4 separate regions of the Mus musculus genome follow, and regions 1, 2 and 3 are each linked to region 4. The links are chromatin contacts, called in public Hi-C, HiChIP or PLAC-seq and promoter capture Hi-C maps. All regions are on one chromosome and are shown on one strand. Each heading gives the region's core, a stretch centred on a gene start, on an enhancer-like site or on the middle of the called end of the contact. The rest is flanking DNA. Distances are from core to core; before and after follow the strand shown.

Region 1 (4,231 bases), core at 1,095-3,594, 180 kb after region 4:
CAAAATCTTGCTAGTGTAATCAATGGTGTCAGTGTTTGGAGGCTGATTATGGGATGGATCCCCAGGATCCCGCAATACCTCTCCTGGGCATATATCCAGATGTTCCAACTGGTAAGAAGGACACATGCTCCACTATGTTCATAGCAGCCTTATTTATACTAGCCAGAAGCTGGAAAGAACCCAGATGCCCCTCAACAGAGGAGTGGATATAGAAAATGTGGTACATTTACACAATGGAGTACTACTCAGCTATTAAAAAGAATGAATTTATGAAATTCCTAGGCAAATGGATGGACCTGGAGGGCATCATCCTGAGTGAGGTAACCCAAACACAAAAGAACTCATGCCACAGTGAGTCACGCCTTCCAAGGACGGCATTCATTATTCTATGAATCAAAGGACTGGATTGTCTATGCCCTGTAAGCTCAAAGAATTGAGTTCCACACTGAAAAAAAACACACACACATAGGAAACAAGAATGCACATTAGGAGTTTTAGTATAGTACTATCAAGATATCAAAATGTGTTAAGGGAAAATGGCTTGGAATGAAATGCTCAAGATCTTACACAAAATCTTTCTGTGCAAGATGACACACAAAAAAAGCTCAGGGCTTTTACTGGACCCAGATTAACTGCAGCTCTGACCAGTGGGCTCATCATGATGATTTGTAGGAAGATAAAAATGTAAATGGTCAATAGTCCCCATGTATCACGACACCACCAGATAGACCTAAGTAGGATGAGGAGAAAGAAGAGATGAGATGAAATCCAGAGTCTTGAGGAATCAGTCCTGCACCAGGAGGGAAGCTCTGTCTGCTTGAATACAGTGAAGAACAAAAGAAGTAGATGATGTCATAACAAAAGAGAAGAATGACTGAACAGAGAAAAACCATATTCTAAGCCGCTCACCGTTACTGATTTTATTAAATACATAGAGCATGTGTTTAGTTAGAATATAACATGTATGACACGTATGTATTACTTCGGTTTCTTGTTTATCCAGCTGAAAGGTAACCGCAGGTGTGAGAGAAAGGCGCACAGAGAGGCTTAGAGTGCCTGCACGGTGCAGGGGAGGAGCACCTGCAGATGCTGGGGAAGGGGAGTGCGCTGGGGGGTGGGGGGGAGTGGGGGATGGGGGCTGGGACGGGGGAGATAGAAACAGGAGCTAAGCTCTCTGGTGTTATTTTATGGAGGGAGGACTTTCCTGGTGCTCCATACAGTAGTCTGTGGGAAAACGGCAGGAACCACGGACCTTTGTGTCTTTGGATTTGTTGCTCACATTTAAAATCTTTATCTGCCGTTTGCTTCTCACCGTGCCTCCACACTGGCTTCTCAGGGGTTACCCCGCTATCAGGCAGAAAGATTCCCTCAAAGAATTTCGTGAATGCCTATAGCACATTAGTCACTGTCTTTAAAGCCCTTCCAATTTGGAGGAAACTTCACTCAGAGTGGTTAGTGCCATCGTATTTGTGAAAATTACTGTTGAGCTGGGTCACAACAGAAGACAGACAGGCATGAATGGTGAGCGCGAGAGACCAGGGAGCGGCCACTTTGATGTCTTGCGTCTGTTTTGACGCTGAGTGTTGGGAATTGGCGCAGTTATTTTCCGCTTGAGAAATTTGTGGCACATGGGTCTTTAAATGGAAAAATAAAAGAAAGGAGAGGGAGTGTGTTCCCTACCGTCTGTAAACATGCTTCTTGCCAGAAGTTTTATTAATCAAAGACTGGCTACTTCCATTTAGCCACCAAAGAATGATAGAACTAGGGTTCAAAAGGAAAGAATGAGGTTTTTCATTTCTTCTCCTCTTTGTCTCCCTTCTAGAGGAGTAAATTGAAATGTATTAATGTCTGTTGAACTCTGAGTGCACTTAGCTCCGTGATCACCCTGCAGGGCTGAGACATTAGGAACCCTTTAGAAGGTGACAGGAAGGCTTGGCCTCAGATGCCCCTGCTCAGCCCAGTGACCTGAAGTCTGCTCAGTGTTTACAGTGGATTGGTTGCTGGCTGGACTTCACCAATTGATGTCCTCCCCTCCCCCTTCCTTTCTTCCATCTTCCCCTCTCGCTTCCATCTCCTCTCTTTTCCCCTACCACTACTCTATCCCCAAGCTTTCTTCTTTCTCTTCCTTCCTGCTTCTCTCCAACTGAATGTTGTCTAGAGTCAAGAATCCGGGTGGGTTCTCCTGCCCGTGTCCTGCAGTTGCGCACTGTCCCCTTGAGGTATGAAAAGATGAAACACGAGAATGGCCAGAAGCATCCTTTCCCATTTCTTCCCTCCCTCCTCCCCCTCCCTCCTCTGCTGCTTCAGTGCTCCACTACTATGGATGGCCCAAGCTTTCCAAGGGGAACACCTGCTGTAGCTCTGATTGTAATCCATAATGCAGTTTCTCTGTGCTCTCTCCCCTGCAGGGAACGTGACTGGAAACAGTAACTCCACGTTCATCTCTAGCGGGCAGGTGATGAACTTCAAGGGTGACATCATCGTGGTGTATGTCAGCCAGACCTCGCAGGAGGGCCCGGGTTCCGCAGAGCCCGAGTCGGAGCCCGTGGGCCGCCCTGTGCAGGAGGAGACGCTGGCACACAGAGACTCCTTTGCGGGCACCGCGCCGCGCTTCCCCGACGTCTGTGCCACCGGGGCTGGGCTGCAGGAGCAGGGGGCACCCCGGCAGAAGGACGGGACATCGCGGCCGGTGCAGGAGCAGGGTGGGGCGCAGACTTCACTCCATACCCAGGGGTCCGGACAATGTGCAGAATGACCTCACCTTCTCTGTCTGCCCTGGGTGCAGGGCACCAGTGCCTTTCCAAAAACATGGTGTAGCTAGCCACTGTGCACCTCCTCACTGGTGCAGGCTGCTGGCATGGTGATGGAGCCCACCTCTCACTTCCTCCAGTGCCCCTCTCCTCTGCCTCCTACCACCTGGCATCATTCAGTTTGGCCTTTTTTTGCAACGTTGGTGTCCTGCATTATTGAGATCTGTATCACCCCACCCCCATATTTATTATTCACTTGCTTTTGTAGTGTTTTCTGATACTCTCTCTCTCTGTCTCTGTCTCTCTCTCTCTCTCTCTCTCTCTCTCTCTCTCTCTCTCTCTCTATATATATATATATATATATATATATATATATATATATCTCAGGTTTTTTTTCCAAAGAGTGAAAGGGATGCACGGCCACTACCACTAAGGCTTTGAGTTTGTGTGGATCCTTGAGAGCTAAGTTCAGGTGACCTTGTCCCCTGCCTGGTTTTGGTTTTGTTTCATTTTTTGTTTTTTAGTCTTTTTTTTTTCCTACAGTGGCAGGTACTTGGCCACTAAATCTCAAAAAAAAAAAATCATACCTTTTGTGGTTTTGGCATCCTTATTTTTTTTAAACTATTGGCTGTCTAGAAAAGATGGAGGGAGTAAATAGGACGTCAGGCCAAAGGACAAAATGAAGGTGCCAGGGAAATTCAAGAAAGAATGAATAGAGTTGACATGTCAATTTGCTTTTTCTCTTCCTCCATTAGAATGTCAGAAACACACTTAGGCAGTAGGCCCTCTTTCCTTCCAAAGTGTTTGTGCATGAGTAATTTAGCCTATGGAAGTAAAAACATTCTTCTGTGTGTGTCTGTGTGTGTGTGTCTGTGTGTGTGTGTCTGTGTTCATGTGTGTGTGTGTCTGTATGTGTGTGTCTGTGTGTGTGTGGATGTGTGTGTCTGTGTGTGTGTGTGTCTGTGTGTGTGTATGTGTGTGTCTGTGTGTGTGTGGATGTGTGTGTCTGTGTGTGTGTGGATGTGTGTGTCTGTGTGTGTATGGATGTGTGTGTCTGTGTGTGTGTGTTGCTCCCACATTTAAATGACAAACCAGGAGATCTAAAGAGATGCCTCACAGTTAAGAAGAAGAGTTTGGGTTCAGTACCCAGTACCCCACTGTTCAGTCCACAACTCCATGTAACTCCAGCTCCATGGGATTCCATGGCCACACACACACACACACACACACACACACACACACAATTACAAATCAAATCTCATGAGGTAAATGTAAGGAAATCAATTGTCCTATGGGTGATTTTCTTTTGGTGGGTCCTTATACAAGAAAGCAGTTTAAAACTGAAAGAGGCCACAGGCATAGTTATCACGAGCACTGGTTCTTGGATAATGGAGATAAAGCTAACCACTTAAGTGAACTACAAGCAGTTTTGTAATTGTTGGGGTCCAGGAGTCACCTCACAAACCATTCAAACACCCACC
Region 2 (4,479 bases), core at 1,196-3,695, 240 kb after region 4:
CAAATGCTTCCAACTGTGCAGTTTCACAGAATGGTGCTGAATACTGAGGTAAAGGGATTTAAAAAGAAATCAAACAACAACAATAAAACAAACAAACAAACAAAAAAAAACCCCAGGATGATATCCAAGAGAAGGCTTCTTACAAAAGCCAAAGCTATGATTTATAACAGGCATTATTTTACATAATTACTGCAATATTGATTGCACACTCAGCGATGTGCTTAAATTAAAGACAAGTTAAACCTGGTAACAGCTCTAGAATAATCTAAGTGTGGACATTTACCATTCAGATCTTTTCACAGTCATTTAATGGGAGCCTCGAGGATGCTAGGCCATGTGTTGAGTGTTGATTTTATGCTTATAGAGCTCCTGCTGCCCTTTCTCCTGACAGAGGGCCTGAGACAGACACCACAGCGCAATGTCAGCTCCACAATTAGAACATGAAATAAGTCCCACAGTCAGTGTCTGGAAAGTCCTCCAAGATGAGGGACTGGAAGGAAGGGGAGGACCTTAAACAGGAAACAATCTCGGGCAAGTCTAGATGAAAGACACTTTGGGGAATAACATGCAAGCTGCATTTTATAGTAAATTCCAAAGGCACTGGATTCCAAATTCTCACAGACACTGGTGAGACAGGTCAGTGGTTAGTAACACACTCCGTTCTCCCAAAGAACTGGAGTTCAGATTCCAGCACCCACAAGCCGTACCCAACTGCCTGTAACTCCTGTTCCAAGGGAATGCAATGCCCTCTTGTGGCCCCTATAGGCAACTGCAGTCATGTGCACAAACCAACCCACAGACACATTCAAAGTAAAATAAAATGCAAACGTGTATGAAGTTACATTCATAACCACTTCTTCAAGTGGACTCTTTAAGGGCTGGCTGCTGTTGAATATTGAGTACATCATTTTGTATTTAGGTGTGGAGGCCTGACTCTCCCCTCAGTAAGACAATAAAGGAATACAGAAGATCTTTGCAGCTATACCCCAGTGTGCTGCTTTACCCACTTATTGAGTAGAACTTGCTATTTTCTTTTTTAATTTCCATTCCCTCTTTCTGTTTCGGAATGTCCGTTTTTATTTTTTGTGAAAATCTGTCTGGTCATTTTTTAGAGCCTTTATTATTTTTGTAATCCCCTTTTCTAGCTTTTAAATATTTTTATTTTTAATTGTGAATATGCATATGTGTCTGGGTACAGATATGCACTTGAGTCCAGGAGGCCAGAAAGTATCCCCTGGAACTGGAATTACAGGTGGCTGTGAGTCTCCCAGTGTGGAAGGGCAACCTGCGTCCTTAACCACTGGGCCTCTCTGGAGCCCCTGGGCATTTTATCTCTTGTTATATGTCCACTCCCACAGCTTCACTGTCTCTGCCGCCGTTCCCGGAGTTTCCGGAGTTCCCGTAGTCTGTGGTTTGGTATCCCCGTCGTTGCTCTTCCTCCCTGGGGCCTAAGTCTGGGATGCTTTTATCCACAGGGAACTCAGATTGGCTTCCGCTGAGGGAGGGGGCACTTGCCCAGTATACTTCAGGAATCCACATCCCCACTCTCTTTTCCCCTGTGGCTCATCTTAGACTACTTAGCCCATGGTCCGTGGCAGCTCTAGCTGGAGGAGGATCCTTGTCTCCTGTTTTCATCCTCCATGTCTCCCTCAGATTCACCTCTTTCCTGCCTGGCACTTATTCTATCTATCATATCCAGCACTTCTAGACATCTTCCTTCCAATTACACGTGTGGTGTTCTCTGTATGTTGTAGGGAAGGAAAGAACTCTCACCCCCAAACACTCACACACCTTATCTACCAAGCACAGGCCTTTGCGTATGGGAAGTATCCATCATGTAACTAATGCTTTGTTCATTAATATTTAAACATGGACCCTGGCAAATTAGTGTATATCTTTGCCAGTTTTCATCTTGAACCAATGCCCTGTCCTGTGTGCTTTTCTAATTATCTGAACTTGTAATTATTCGAAGAGCTTCCTCCCTTCTGTCACAAGTGATGAATTCATTGTTGGTTCAGCTTCGAGCACCGCCACCACCTCCCAGCCTTTGCCAACTGTGGCTAACGGTGGCTGGGCCCACATCCCTGTTTGTTTGTCCTAATGCTCGTTACTGTTTGGCTCTCCTCTACCTGCTGCCAATGCAGAACTATTTATATCAACACAGAGACGCCTTGGTGAGCTTCGCTGTGATAACACATCCTCAGAAATCCTTCCATCACAAAGGACTTTGCCCCAGTTCTCCTCCTAGAACTCCTCTCCTGGCACTGACCCAGGGACCCTCCCCAAGAGGAACTCCTGGCTTCCCCAGGGGAAGTGGCAGCCACTGGTCCATCAGCTTGGATGATAAGTCTTTGCCTTCCAACTGAAGGCCCTGGAATGAGACATGCAATGGAACTTGCCCAAAGAGGTCACGACAGCTGAGTCACAGAGAACAGCATTGAAACTGAGATTCTGAGAGGAGAGTGCCCACTGGGAGTGGAGCCAAGGTGCTGAGTCATGCCCTGGGCTCTGCATCACTTGCTCTGTGTCAAAGCTTCTAAAAGAAGGGGATGTCGCCCTTCCTTGAACATTATACCACAGAGACACATGCCCAGGTATTACACAGCACCCCATAAATATGTACATGTTTGATGTATCAATTTTTTAAATAGTGTGTGTGTCTGTGTCTGTGTATGTGTCTGTGTGGTGTGTGTGTGTGTGTGTGTGTCTGTGTGTCTGTGTATGTGTGTGTGTGTATGTGTCTGTGGTGTGTGTGTGTGTGTGTGTGTGTGTGTGTGGTGTGTGTGTGTGTCTGCATGTAGGTAATAAGACAACTTGTGAGAGTCTGTTCTTTCTTTGTACCGTGAAGACTCTGGGTGAGGACTGTGAGAATTGAATTCAGGTCATAGGTTTGGTAGCAAACATCTTTATTCTTCAGTTGTTTACAACAAAATTAGTTGATTAAAAATGACCAGCATTTCCTATCCAAATTTGTTTTTTATGGTTATCTTCTTTTGACTCAAATAAAAAGAGGATGGAGAACACTTGTCTTCCCAGGGCCAGGGCCTGGCTTCCAGTTCTGCAGTTCAGACGCCAACATGATAGTGCCGTGAGAATATTTATTGTCAGTGTTGCGTTTTATAAAAAGAAAGAGACCAGAGATACGTTTGGTGGAGGCAAGCCATGGTGTAGGGGAAGAAGGTGCCTCTGCGGGGCCAACGCTGAGGCATCCCTTCCCCCCTGAGGTACCAGCCAAGTATGGTATAGAATAGAGTTGGGGTAGGGAGGGCAGGCATGAGCACGTGGAGAGAGAGGGAGAGGGCCATGAGGAGACGGGAGGGGCGAAGTATAAGGGAGCGAAAGGAGAAGAGAGCAAGAGAGAGAGAGGGAGGAGAGGCAAGAGGTCCTGTTTATGGTGAGTCAGGCACACCTGGCTGTTGCCAGGTTATTGTGTGGCAGAGGCTAGAGGAAATGCCAACAGTCATCAATGTGACATTTGGGCTATTGGCGTTCATCTATCCATATAATTTATTACTACCAATATTCCATATGTTGGTATCAGGACCTCTGAAACCCATGACATCACATAGGCAACAGCGCAACCCACACACCTGTTGCCAAGGCAACAGCCACCATATTCCCAGATTCCACTTGGCTCCCACCTTTACCTGTGACTATGTCACCATCCATATATAAAGGAAAGCTCCTCTGATCGATCTCTCTCTCTCTCTCTCTCTCTCTCTCTCTCTCTCTCTCTTCCCCCTTCTCTTTTCAATGTCACCTTGCCCTTCTCTCTCTCTCAATAAACCTCAGATGGAACTGTTTGGCCTGGTGTGGTCTTTCTGGAGCCGCAGGACAATCATACCACCATCCTTAGACACAGGACAGAGCTCCAATCAAGGTGTACTGGCCGAGTCTAATAGGACTCCACAGTCACCAGTGTGAAGAAATCAGAGCAGCCCCCGAGAAATCAGGCCGAGGGAGTGGAGAGCCAATCCACGATTTTCAACTGAACTGAACACATTTGTATTCTTGTTAGCATTCACAGCAGGTGATGTATGAAGGATGCCTGGGAGCTGGGCCAAAGAGACATTTTAAGACCTAGCATGATTTTGTGCTAAAAATAAAACTACCAGTCAAATTTACTTATTTATAAGTCAGTTGTGCCACTACCGGGGCAATGTGAGACCTACTCCGGGGAAGCTGCTCATCTCTAGCCTCGGGCCCACGTTTCTAACAGGGGAATATCCACATTGCACCACTGGGTCAGGGTTGAAAATCAGTGGGTGGTAAGTTTCAACACACTCGCCTAGAAACAGCCCCAGGGCTGCTCACACACTGGGGCCTGGCAGGATACTGGTGCTATTTACATCCTTGTGAAGGTTACTGCTCCTGCCATAAACACAGTATGCGGTCCATAAGCACAAACCTCCAGCTCCTGGCCCCACCCTTTCTTCTCTGCATCACTGGCTACAGTGCACTGCCCTAGGTTAAGCTTCC
Region 3 (4,233 bases), core at 1,374-3,873, 140 kb after region 4:
AGTGTGGGCTTCTCAGCACAGTCATCCAGAAAGATTGTCTTCCCAAGACTTTCCTGCACCTTTACCAGAAAGAGCCAGCTAGCTATAGGCGTGGGGCTGTTAACATCAGCAGCCAGTTGCTTACCATCCCCTGGGGGCCTCCTCAAGTCACACTGCATCAGGAAAATGCTTTTATCAAGCTATGATTTCAACCAATAATAGCATCACAACCAATAATAGCTGCTGCTTGACTACCTGTGCTAGAGTCCTGCCCCAGTTCTGGAGGGAAGTGTAAGGTTGCTGCTGAGAGGGGCCCTGAGTGACTGGGTTGGGCTTTGCCCACTGCTGGTGGGCAGTGCAGCCAGTGATAAGATGGAGGACCCAGATGTTTAAGTGGAAGATACCTGCGAGCGCATACATACAAATCCATAAAAATAAAGTAAAACTGTGTCAGGCTTAGCTGGGTGAAGTAGTGCATACCTTAATCCTCATACTCAGGAGGAAGAGGAAGGCAGATTTCTCTGAAGTAAAGACCAGCCTGATCTATAGAGCAAGTTCTAATGTAGCTAGGGCTACATAGGGAAAGCATGTATTAGGATTAAACAGCTGTGGTTCCTATATGCCTGTGGCAATACACTAAAATCATGTCTAGTAATCTTTAAAGGGTTAAATTTTTTATGTGGGAATTATATAATATCTTACTTTTTAGAGAAAACGCATGTGGGTATAAAGCAAGTGCTTGGGGTTTAAAGAAATAACTTGTGAAGACCCGTTTTAGAGTTGGATCCTGTGGAGGCTTTGGAAAGCAGTGATTTTTGTGTGTATAAGGGGAGAAGGTATGATTTTTGTGTGTATGAGGGTAGTAGCTCCTGAGCTAGAGCTGGCCCTAGATGCTGAGAGCATCAGAGTTACATACTAGATGTGAAGTCAAGCCCATTCAGTTGGGTGATGCCTGGTAGACTGGCTGTGGAGTCCAACACAGGCAAGACCACCACAACACTTCTGAGCAATTTTGCTCCGTTTGCTTTGGCTCTCTGTCAAATTCCCCTAAAAAGCACCTTTCTGTGAGTATCACCCAAGCAAAGTGTGTGCTTATCTGACAGACACTACTGTTGCTTTCTTAATGGGTCAGAAGTGATTGATAACACTTGTCTTCTGAAGTACAGCCTGCCCACACATCTTGCCATCAGCATGCACGAGTGTCTACATCCTTAGGCTCAGACAAACCCTGTTAGATAAAGTCTGCATCAGCCACATCCAGTTTTGTTATTTGCCTCTGCGTGTCCCTCTTATGAGGGCCACTGGGACCCAGAAAAAAGCCACAGCTCCCTCTAGGAAATAGAATCCTATAAAAGAAGAAAGACCAAGAGGGCCCAAGGGAGAAGTAGGACCTCTTCTCAGCCGATCTTGCTAAGCTCTCCTAGGCTCGCTGTGATGTCCTAAGGCCCCATCATCAGGTGACTGATGGGAAACACCCAGTTAATATAACCTTCCATCAGGAAAATGATAGCAAGTCCAACAAGCAAGCCCATGCACACCCATCCCCTCACCAGTCCTTCCCCAGGGTCCCCACTCAGTGTGCCCCCGATCCCACTTGTGAGACCAGAGTGAGGTCAGAGAGACGCTTCCCTACACTCCACTCAGCTAGCCTTGGGCTAATGTTTTCTCTATAAAACGTCTTTCATAGTTGCAACATTAAGATAGCTGGCATCTTCCCCGTCCTATCACCTCTGCAGTTTTCCTCCAAGATGGCTAATGGGTAGATAAACACTTCAATTTTGACACTGACCAGGGATAACTGTTTGTATTATCTTCCATTTCTCTTTTTAAATGTTCTTTGACAGTTTCATGCATATATGTAATGGATTCCAGTCATTTCTACCCCTTACTAATCCCCTTTCTTCCCCCCCCCCCCTCAATGACTGAGCCCTTTCTTTCTCCTGAAGAACACGCAGCCTATTTTCATGTGTTTTTATATTTGTGACCCACCAGGTTTAGTTACAGTTGCTTGTATGGACATAGGTGGGAAGTTACAGACTGGAACTTGGGTAGCTTATTCGTGGCTATACCTTTAAAGAAAGTGACTCCCGTTGGGGCCTGGGTATGGTGGCACATGCCTTTAATTCCAGCACTCAGGAGGCAGGGACAGGGGCAGGCGGATCTCTCTGAGTTGGAGACCAACCTGGCCTGCAAAGTGAGTCCAGGATAGCCAGGGTTCTCAAAAAAACAAAAACAAAAACAAAAACAAACAAAAAAACAAAAAAGGAAAAAAACAAACAAACAAAAAACACAAAAAAGCAAAAAAAACAACAAACAAACAAACAAACAAACCAAGCAGACAAAAAGTGACTGCCCTTCCCCAGTCACCATGTACTTTCAGGGTGGGTGGAGTCTCACAAGCCATTTCCCTTTCCTTGATGAACTTAGTCAGCCCCAGTGCGGTGCAGGTCAGGTCTTGTGTTGGTAACCACAGCTACGGTGAGTTCATAAATGGGACGGCCCATGCCAGGTCCAGAAGACATCCTTTGCAACACTCCTCCTCATCCTCTGGCTCTTTCAAGTTTGCCATTGCAAAGGGTGGCATAGATGTCCCGTATAGAGCTGAGCAGTCCTCTAGCCCTTAGTCTTGGTACTGCAGCTGTTATGAATACCTTCTTTAGCTGTTGTCTGATGCAACAAGCAGCTCCTCTGAGGAAGGCTGAGAGCAGTGCTAATGTATGGCTATGAATGTGCACATTTAGAAGGCAGTTTGACCACACGTCCATTGGAAAAAACAAAAATTGTAGGTTCTCCCCTAGAGCTGATGGTCTTTCTAGTCACCAACTCTGGACCAAATTTACACTACCAAGCCTCAGTAGCTCCCATATTCAGCAGGCATCTGCCAAAGTATGTACTTACTCTTTAACAGTAAATTCCCTGGGGAGAGTCTGGAACTAGTTCTCTGGAGCAGGTAGGAAGGCTGACATGTTGTGTGCACTCGATGTGGGGATCTGTTCAGCTATGCCCGACTCTTCGGTTTTCTGTATTCCTGCTAACATGACTGCTTGTCACTTGCCTTTTTCTCCCACTGAGGAAGGTGAAGAAGGAGACAGCTCTAAGACTTCGTGCTGGTCAGAGGGGGCGTGGCCATTCTGTATTGTATATTAGAATCGTACACCTTTGGAGCATGTATCAGTTAGGTTCATTTTCCTGTGACCACACTGCCTGACAGAAACCACCCAAAGGAAGATTCATTGTGGCACTTTGAGAGGATCACTCCATCATAGCAGGGAGGGCAGTTCATGGAGGCAGACATGTATGGCTGGATGCTTACCTCACAACAGACCAGGACGAGAAGGGGAGACCCTTCAGAGGCCTGCTCTGGTGACTGACTTCTGCCAACTAGGCCCCGACTCCTCAAGGTTCTACAAACTCCCTAAGCAGCGACTCCTGAAATAGCACGGTTCTCTGGAGGGGGGGTGAGGTCAAGCATGGAGGAAGCATGTCAATTTCAATCGTAAAGCCTAGGAAGGAGACGGAAGCTCTGAGTGTGCGAGCGGCTTGCCTGGGTTCCATCAGGCAACAGGCAGGTGGGCTTAACCCTCAAAGTACCTACGAGTCTTCACTGTTTACGCCTTTCACGTGTTTTAGCATTCTGGAAGGTGAGCACTGCTTAACAGCCTCTAACCATCATAGGGAGCTTATTGCAGTGAATCCCCTGGCTTAATCATAGAATTGGTGTGGAGTAAGTGGGACCGTGTCACCAGACAAAAACTGGGAGGGTCGAACGGATTCGAAAACCCCAGTAAGTTCTCATGTCCAAGAGTGAAAGGCATTTTATCTACTCCCAGCCCGGTTCCTGCCGTAGGACACATGACCATGACACCCCACATGAGGACTGTGACCACTAGTCACGTAGCACAGAACACAGAGTTCTCCATGCTGTGAGATCACCAGATGGGCCAGTCCAAGGGTTCAGCCAATAAGCTTCCTTTCCCAGACATCCTTCCTTGCAAAAGGTATTTAATTTCTGGTTCACCTAAGTAAGTTGTATGCATCCATGTACCATTACCAATAAATAGTTTGGACAAGTAAGGACTGTCTCTCTCATCAAGGACTTCTGTGGGGGGAAGCCTTTGTCATACAAAGCCTGCAGAAGGCCCCTCTGCCCGAGACACGGACTCTGACCCCTGAACTAAGCAGGAGTTCCCCTCTTCCCAAGCCCTAGGCTCATCACCTGTGGGCCCCCTCTGTTCCTGGCTCTTTGAGATTACC
Region 4 (4,165 bases), core at 1,598-4,097:
TCAGTCTTCCAAAGAAGAAAGACATTTTCCAACAACTATTAATAAATTATAAGTAGAGGGCAGAATTTCTTAATATCCCAGTGTGTGCATTAAAACTATTCAAGCATGATACTGAGAGGCAAAGTACCCTATGGGAAGATGGTTCAGCTGATTTGTTGAGAACTTGCAGTTAGACAAACAAGCCCTTAGTTATAGGATAGGAACTAGAAGCACTCCAGATGGTAGGTCAGCCACTAAACTCTACTTTCAACTTAAGACTCAAAGGCAAACCTTTTAAACCTATTTTTAATTTGTGCTTTCAAATTCAGTCCCTAAATTCATGCTGCTGCCTCTTTTTGCCCTACTGACATAACTTTCACAGGCTCTGCTAGTCATTGATACCCGTGTTTCAAAAACCTGCCAAATGTCCTCAGTATCCAGTATTTCATTGATTAACTGACTGTACTGGCTGGTTTTGTATGTCAACTTGACATAGGCTGCAGTTATCACAGAGAAAAGAGCTTCAGTTGAGGAAATGCCTCCATAAGATCCAGCTGTGGGGCATTTTCTCAATTAATGATCAAGGGGGAAGGCCCCTTGTGGGTGGGACGATCTCTGGGCTGTTTGTCTTGGGTTCTATAAGAGAGCAGGCTGAGCAAGCCAGGGGAAGCAAGCCAGTAAAGAACATCCCTCCATGGTCTCTGCATCAGCTCCTGCTTTCTGACCTGCTTGAGTTCCAGTCCTGACTTCCTTTGGTGATAAACAGCAATGTGGAAGTGTAAGGCGAATAAACCCTCTCCTCCCTAACTTGCTTCTTGGTCATGATGTTTGTGCAGGAATAGAAACCCTAACTAAGACACTGACCACACTAACATTTGCTGCCAACCAGCTACCAGGCACTGTGGCAAGAACATTCACAATTCTATGTACTTTCATTATCTCTCTGGGCAGATGAATGTAAGAGAAGATGGGAGAATTTAGGTCCAAACATTTTCAACGTCTCACAATAAATGATATGTATATGATGTGCCCTTCTATTATTTTAAGAGCAGTTTTCCTCAGGCACCCTAAAAGTATATTTCTAAGCATCGCCATTACAAAGAAGAAGAAAATACACATTTCTGCTCATGTTTTTCCCATGCCATTCACTAATCCTCCATTCCAAAATTTGGTTACATTTTTAATCTCTTTGACAATATCAAAGTTAGAACTGATACCCCCTTTTGCTAAGAAATGTGAAACATTAAAATATTGCTCATTCTATACTATTGCCATGTTACTGAGGATTTTTTTCCAGATTCATTAATAAATAGCACAGTACAGCATTTAGTCCAACGAATTGGAAGCTAAAAGTCTTATTTAAAAAAAAATCCTTACTACTAACACTATTTTTAAATTGCTTCACAATGTAGCAAGGGTCTTTATGGTCTTTTACTATTTGGGCTAACTTTCTCCCCATCTCCCGGTCTCCTATGCTCATTTAAACCACCCACCCCAACCTCCAGTATTCCCCCTCCCACCTTCATATCACATGTAACATACTTTAAAAGCTCCTGTTAAAAAGCCCAAATAATAACTATATAGTAATACCAACCAAAGAAAGCATTTCAGAGCCTCATTCAAATGAAATTTTAGTTTCCTGTGAGACTGATTAAACTGAAATTAAAACCTACACTTAACTGCTGGGATACTTTACATGTAAACCGGTAACCAGACCTGAGGTCATATAACAATGCTCTATTTTTATTTTCCACAAAGATAAAGGAGATACTTCATTATATATATCAGAGCAGATGGTTAGCACTGTTGGCTATTTATTTTGTTGTCTGTTAGGACCTGGTGTTAATAAGAACTTAATTCTAAAACCAGGAAAAAGTGGCATTCTATGTTTAACAAAATAGAAGATATGAGGGCTAGGAGTCTAATAGCGACAGGGAAACTTCTTATCACCTCAAACTACAATCAAGGAATAGCATAAAGGATAAATGATATTCCAAACCTACGAGTATAGTTATGTGCTAAATGTTTCATAAAGGCCATCAAATCTCTCTACAGAGTACAATTTTTTAAATCGCTAAAATTTGATTGATCCATAAAGAAAACCTCGATTCTAGCCTAAATGGACTTAGCAAGGTTTCAGGGGATTGTGGAAAAGAATGGTTTTGGACAAAAGATAGGTGATACTTGTTCCAACGAATGTGTCCTAGTGCAGTGGACATGACCAGGCCACTGAAGCGGCCCAGACAACTTAGTTGTACTGAAGAGATAGCGCTGATAGTTTGAAAAGTTCCTTTGATGTAAAGTGTATGTTAATTTCCATGGGTTTACATATTACTTAGTTTGTCGTCCAAGACCAGGCTGTTCACAGATGAGTGTAAAGGCATCTCGAAACTCAAATGTTGCAACTTCCGTCCAGGCTCTATCTGCACCCTTCAGCTTTCTAAGTCCTATTCCCGGACGGAGGGGGCGGGAAGGCGCCCTCCTTAACCACAAGGAGGCCATGCCGTCGCCAGATCTCCAGGGGAGAGAGCAGATGGCTGGGAAACTAGGGAAGAGCAAAGAAGCCAGATTCTGACCGCTGCTCAGAGCACTTGCTATCTGGGCGGTGACAGCAAACAGCGACAAAAAACTGAAGCGTGAAGGGAGAAGCGGGCGTGGGAACACCTTAAGTGCAAGGGTCCCGGGACTTTACCTGAGAACTATCCGGCTCAGGCCCAGTCTTGGGAACGGGACCTCCTCAGAACGAAGGCAGGACCCAGGGCGGTGAAAGATGTCGGGAGGGTTCCCTTCAACCCTCAAAAACCACAGCCAAATCGTACCCCTCAGCGACCTCCACCTCTACTGCTCCAGGGAACGCCCCCAACCTGCCCCAGGCCTTCGCTGCTCTCGCGATAACTCTCTGGCCAGGTCCTGTAACTCCAGCCAATCCTCGAGAGCTTGTGGGCGGGGTCTTATGTTTGAGCCTGGAGCGGTTCCTTCGATCTTGCCACTCCAAGGCCAGAGGTGGGTGGGGCTGAGGCGGGGACGGGGCGGGGCGAAGATGGGACCAAGCCAGTTCTCGCGAGACTAGGGACCAGGAAGACGCCTGCAGAGTCGGCTACTGGTGCAGCAGCGGCTGAGACGGGAGGTGCTGCTGCATACCGGGCTCCTGCCTCCCAGTCCGGCCTAGGCTCTAGGTGAGGAGAGGTGCGGTCGGCCTGGGCTGCCTAGGTGGTCGGCGGCTCTCGGGACCTAACGGGGATTCAGGCTGAGGGCCTGTCGGGCCAAGCAGGGAAGCACCCACATTCCTGACAGAATAAGATGGCGGCGATGGCGCCCGGAGGTGGTGGCAGTGGTAGCGGAGTAAATCCTTTCCTCAGTGATTCGGATGAGGACGACGACGAGGTAGCGGCAACCGAGGACCGGCGGGCAGGACTTCGGCTGGGTGCCGGGGTCGGCCTAGATCCTGGTTCTGCAGGCTCCCTGTCGCCACAGGACCCCATGGCCCTGGGAAGCAGCGCGCGGCCGGGGCTCGCTGTGGAGATGTCCGCCGCCCCGGCGGCTCCGGGGGGCAGCGGGGAGACCCCTGCCCGATTGTCAATCGATGCCATCGCCGCTCAGCTGTTGCGCGATCAATACTTGCTGACCGCCCTGGAGCTGCACACCGAGCTGTTGGAGAGCGGCCGCGAGCTACCACGACTGCGCGATTACTTCTCCAATCCTGGCAACTTCGAGAGGCAGAGTGGGACCCCCCCAGGGATGGGGGCGCCCGGGATCCCTGGCGCCTCCATCGTCGGAGGCGCTGGAGGTCGGGAACCGAGTACGACGTCGGGCGGAGGACAGCTCAGTAAGTAGGCGTCGCCTGTCACACCTGCAGATGGGGGATTAGAGTTGGAGTGCAGCTGAAGGGGATTGTGGGCGGGTACTGAGTCTAGGGTCGTCTTGAGAAGGGAGAGTATGTTGAGTGAGATGCGAGGTGTCCTGTGTACTGCAAACAGAAAGATCCTGCTGTAGCTCTTCTTTGCATTGGTTTCCGATCTTTGGCAGGTGTTGTACAGCTCCTGGCTCCCCGTTGGTGTTGGGACCTATAACATCAGGGTTTCCAGTTTATTGAGTATTATGGCACTCTAGAAAGCTTCCTTATTGCCTGGGCATTTTTCTCTAGGCAGTTTTCCTTTTTTCCCCAGGCTGTTGAATCACACTACGA

What was found. Promoter capture Hi-C pulls out the DNA fragments that hold promoters and counts their contacts. Hi-C and Micro-C count contacts between places; a contact is called where the count stands out from the background. HiChIP or PLAC-seq counts read pairs in DNA pulled down with a chosen protein or histone mark.
Region 1: a Hi-C map of the N1E-115 cell line shows a contact between it and region 4, with 2.0 times the contacts expected there. The contact joins the enhancer-like site here to the promoter of Pign in region 4. A contact is called at or near these places in 1 of 15 datasets of contacts at CTCF or cohesin (the NIH/3T3 cell line), 2 of 484 Hi-C or Micro-C datasets (the N1E-115 cell line and nephron progenitors), 1 of 115 datasets of contacts at active chromatin or transcription factors (embryonic stem cells) and 1 of 9 other capture datasets (adipose tissue).
Region 2: a contact with region 4 is called in a promoter capture Hi-C map of the HPC-7 cell line, with 4 times the contacts expected there. The contact joins the enhancer-like site here to the promoter of Pign in region 4. A contact is called at or near these places in 15 of 39 promoter capture datasets (the 3T3-L1 cell line, 3T3-L1-derived adipocytes, the C10 cell line and 8 more), 1 of 15 datasets of contacts at CTCF or cohesin (the NIH/3T3 cell line), 15 of 484 Hi-C or Micro-C datasets (B cells, the G1E-ER4 cell line, the HL-1 cell line and 7 more), 6 of 115 datasets of contacts at active chromatin or transcription factors (the NIH/3T3 cell line, the SCID.adh cell line, T-cell acute lymphoblastic leukemia and 1 more) and 3 of 9 other capture datasets (adipose tissue, liver and pancreatic islet).
Region 3: a contact with region 4 is called in an H3K4me3 HiChIP or PLAC-seq map of bone marrow-derived macrophages, with 2.3 times the contacts expected there. The contact joins the enhancer-like site here to the promoter of Pign in region 4. A contact is called at or near these places in 1 of 39 promoter capture datasets (3T3-L1-derived adipocytes), 3 of 115 datasets of contacts at active chromatin or transcription factors (bone marrow-derived macrophages, embryonic stem cells and microglia) and 3 of 9 other capture datasets (adipose tissue, liver and pancreatic islet).

The regions. Positions count from the first base shown.
Region 1 is chr1:105,842,112-105,846,342 of GRCm38.p6, forward strand. Tnfrsf11a (tumor necrosis factor receptor superfamily, member 11a, NFKB activator) reads left to right here. Exons shown (of 10, transcript NM_009399.3): 10 at 2,409-4,231. The coding sequence ends at 2,755. Among named protein-coding and RNA genes, the nearest start is that of Gm41926, 20 kb to the right of the region's middle. Within about 2 kb of position 2,345, at least 21 of the 459 cell types and tissues checked have an H3K27ac peak or open chromatin away from gene starts, as enhancers often do. A contact at or near this core is called in the N1E-115 cell line, where this site is marked.
Region 2 is chr1:105,904,181-105,908,659 of GRCm38.p6, forward strand. The region is part of intron 2 of Gm41927 (a long non-coding RNA gene); the gene reads right to left. Among named protein-coding and RNA genes, the nearest start is that of Gm41927, 28 kb to the right of the region's middle. Within about 2 kb of position 2,446, at least 116 of the 459 cell types and tissues checked have an H3K27ac peak or open chromatin away from gene starts, as enhancers often do. A contact at or near this core is called in the HL-1 cell line, the HPC-7 cell line, the N1E-115 cell line and 6 more, where this site is marked.
Region 3 is chr1:105,803,343-105,807,575 of GRCm38.p6, forward strand. All of the region lies in intron 1 of Tnfrsf11a (tumor necrosis factor receptor superfamily, member 11a, NFKB activator), which reads left to right. Among named protein-coding and RNA genes, the nearest start is that of Tnfrsf11a, 25 kb to the left of the region's middle. Within about 2 kb of position 2,624, at least 13 of the 459 cell types and tissues checked have an H3K27ac peak or open chromatin away from gene starts, as enhancers often do. A contact at or near this core is called in bone marrow-derived macrophages, where this site is marked.
Region 4 is chr1:105,660,829-105,664,993 of GRCm38.p6, forward strand. Pign (phosphatidylinositol glycan anchor biosynthesis, class N) reads right to left here and starts at 2,848. Exons shown (of 31, transcript NM_013784.3): 1 at 2,672-2,848. Relch (RAB11 binding and LisH domain, coiled-coil and HEAT repeat containing) reads left to right here and starts at 3,033. Exons shown (of 29, transcript NM_173187.4): 1 at 3,033-3,805. The coding sequence starts at 3,280.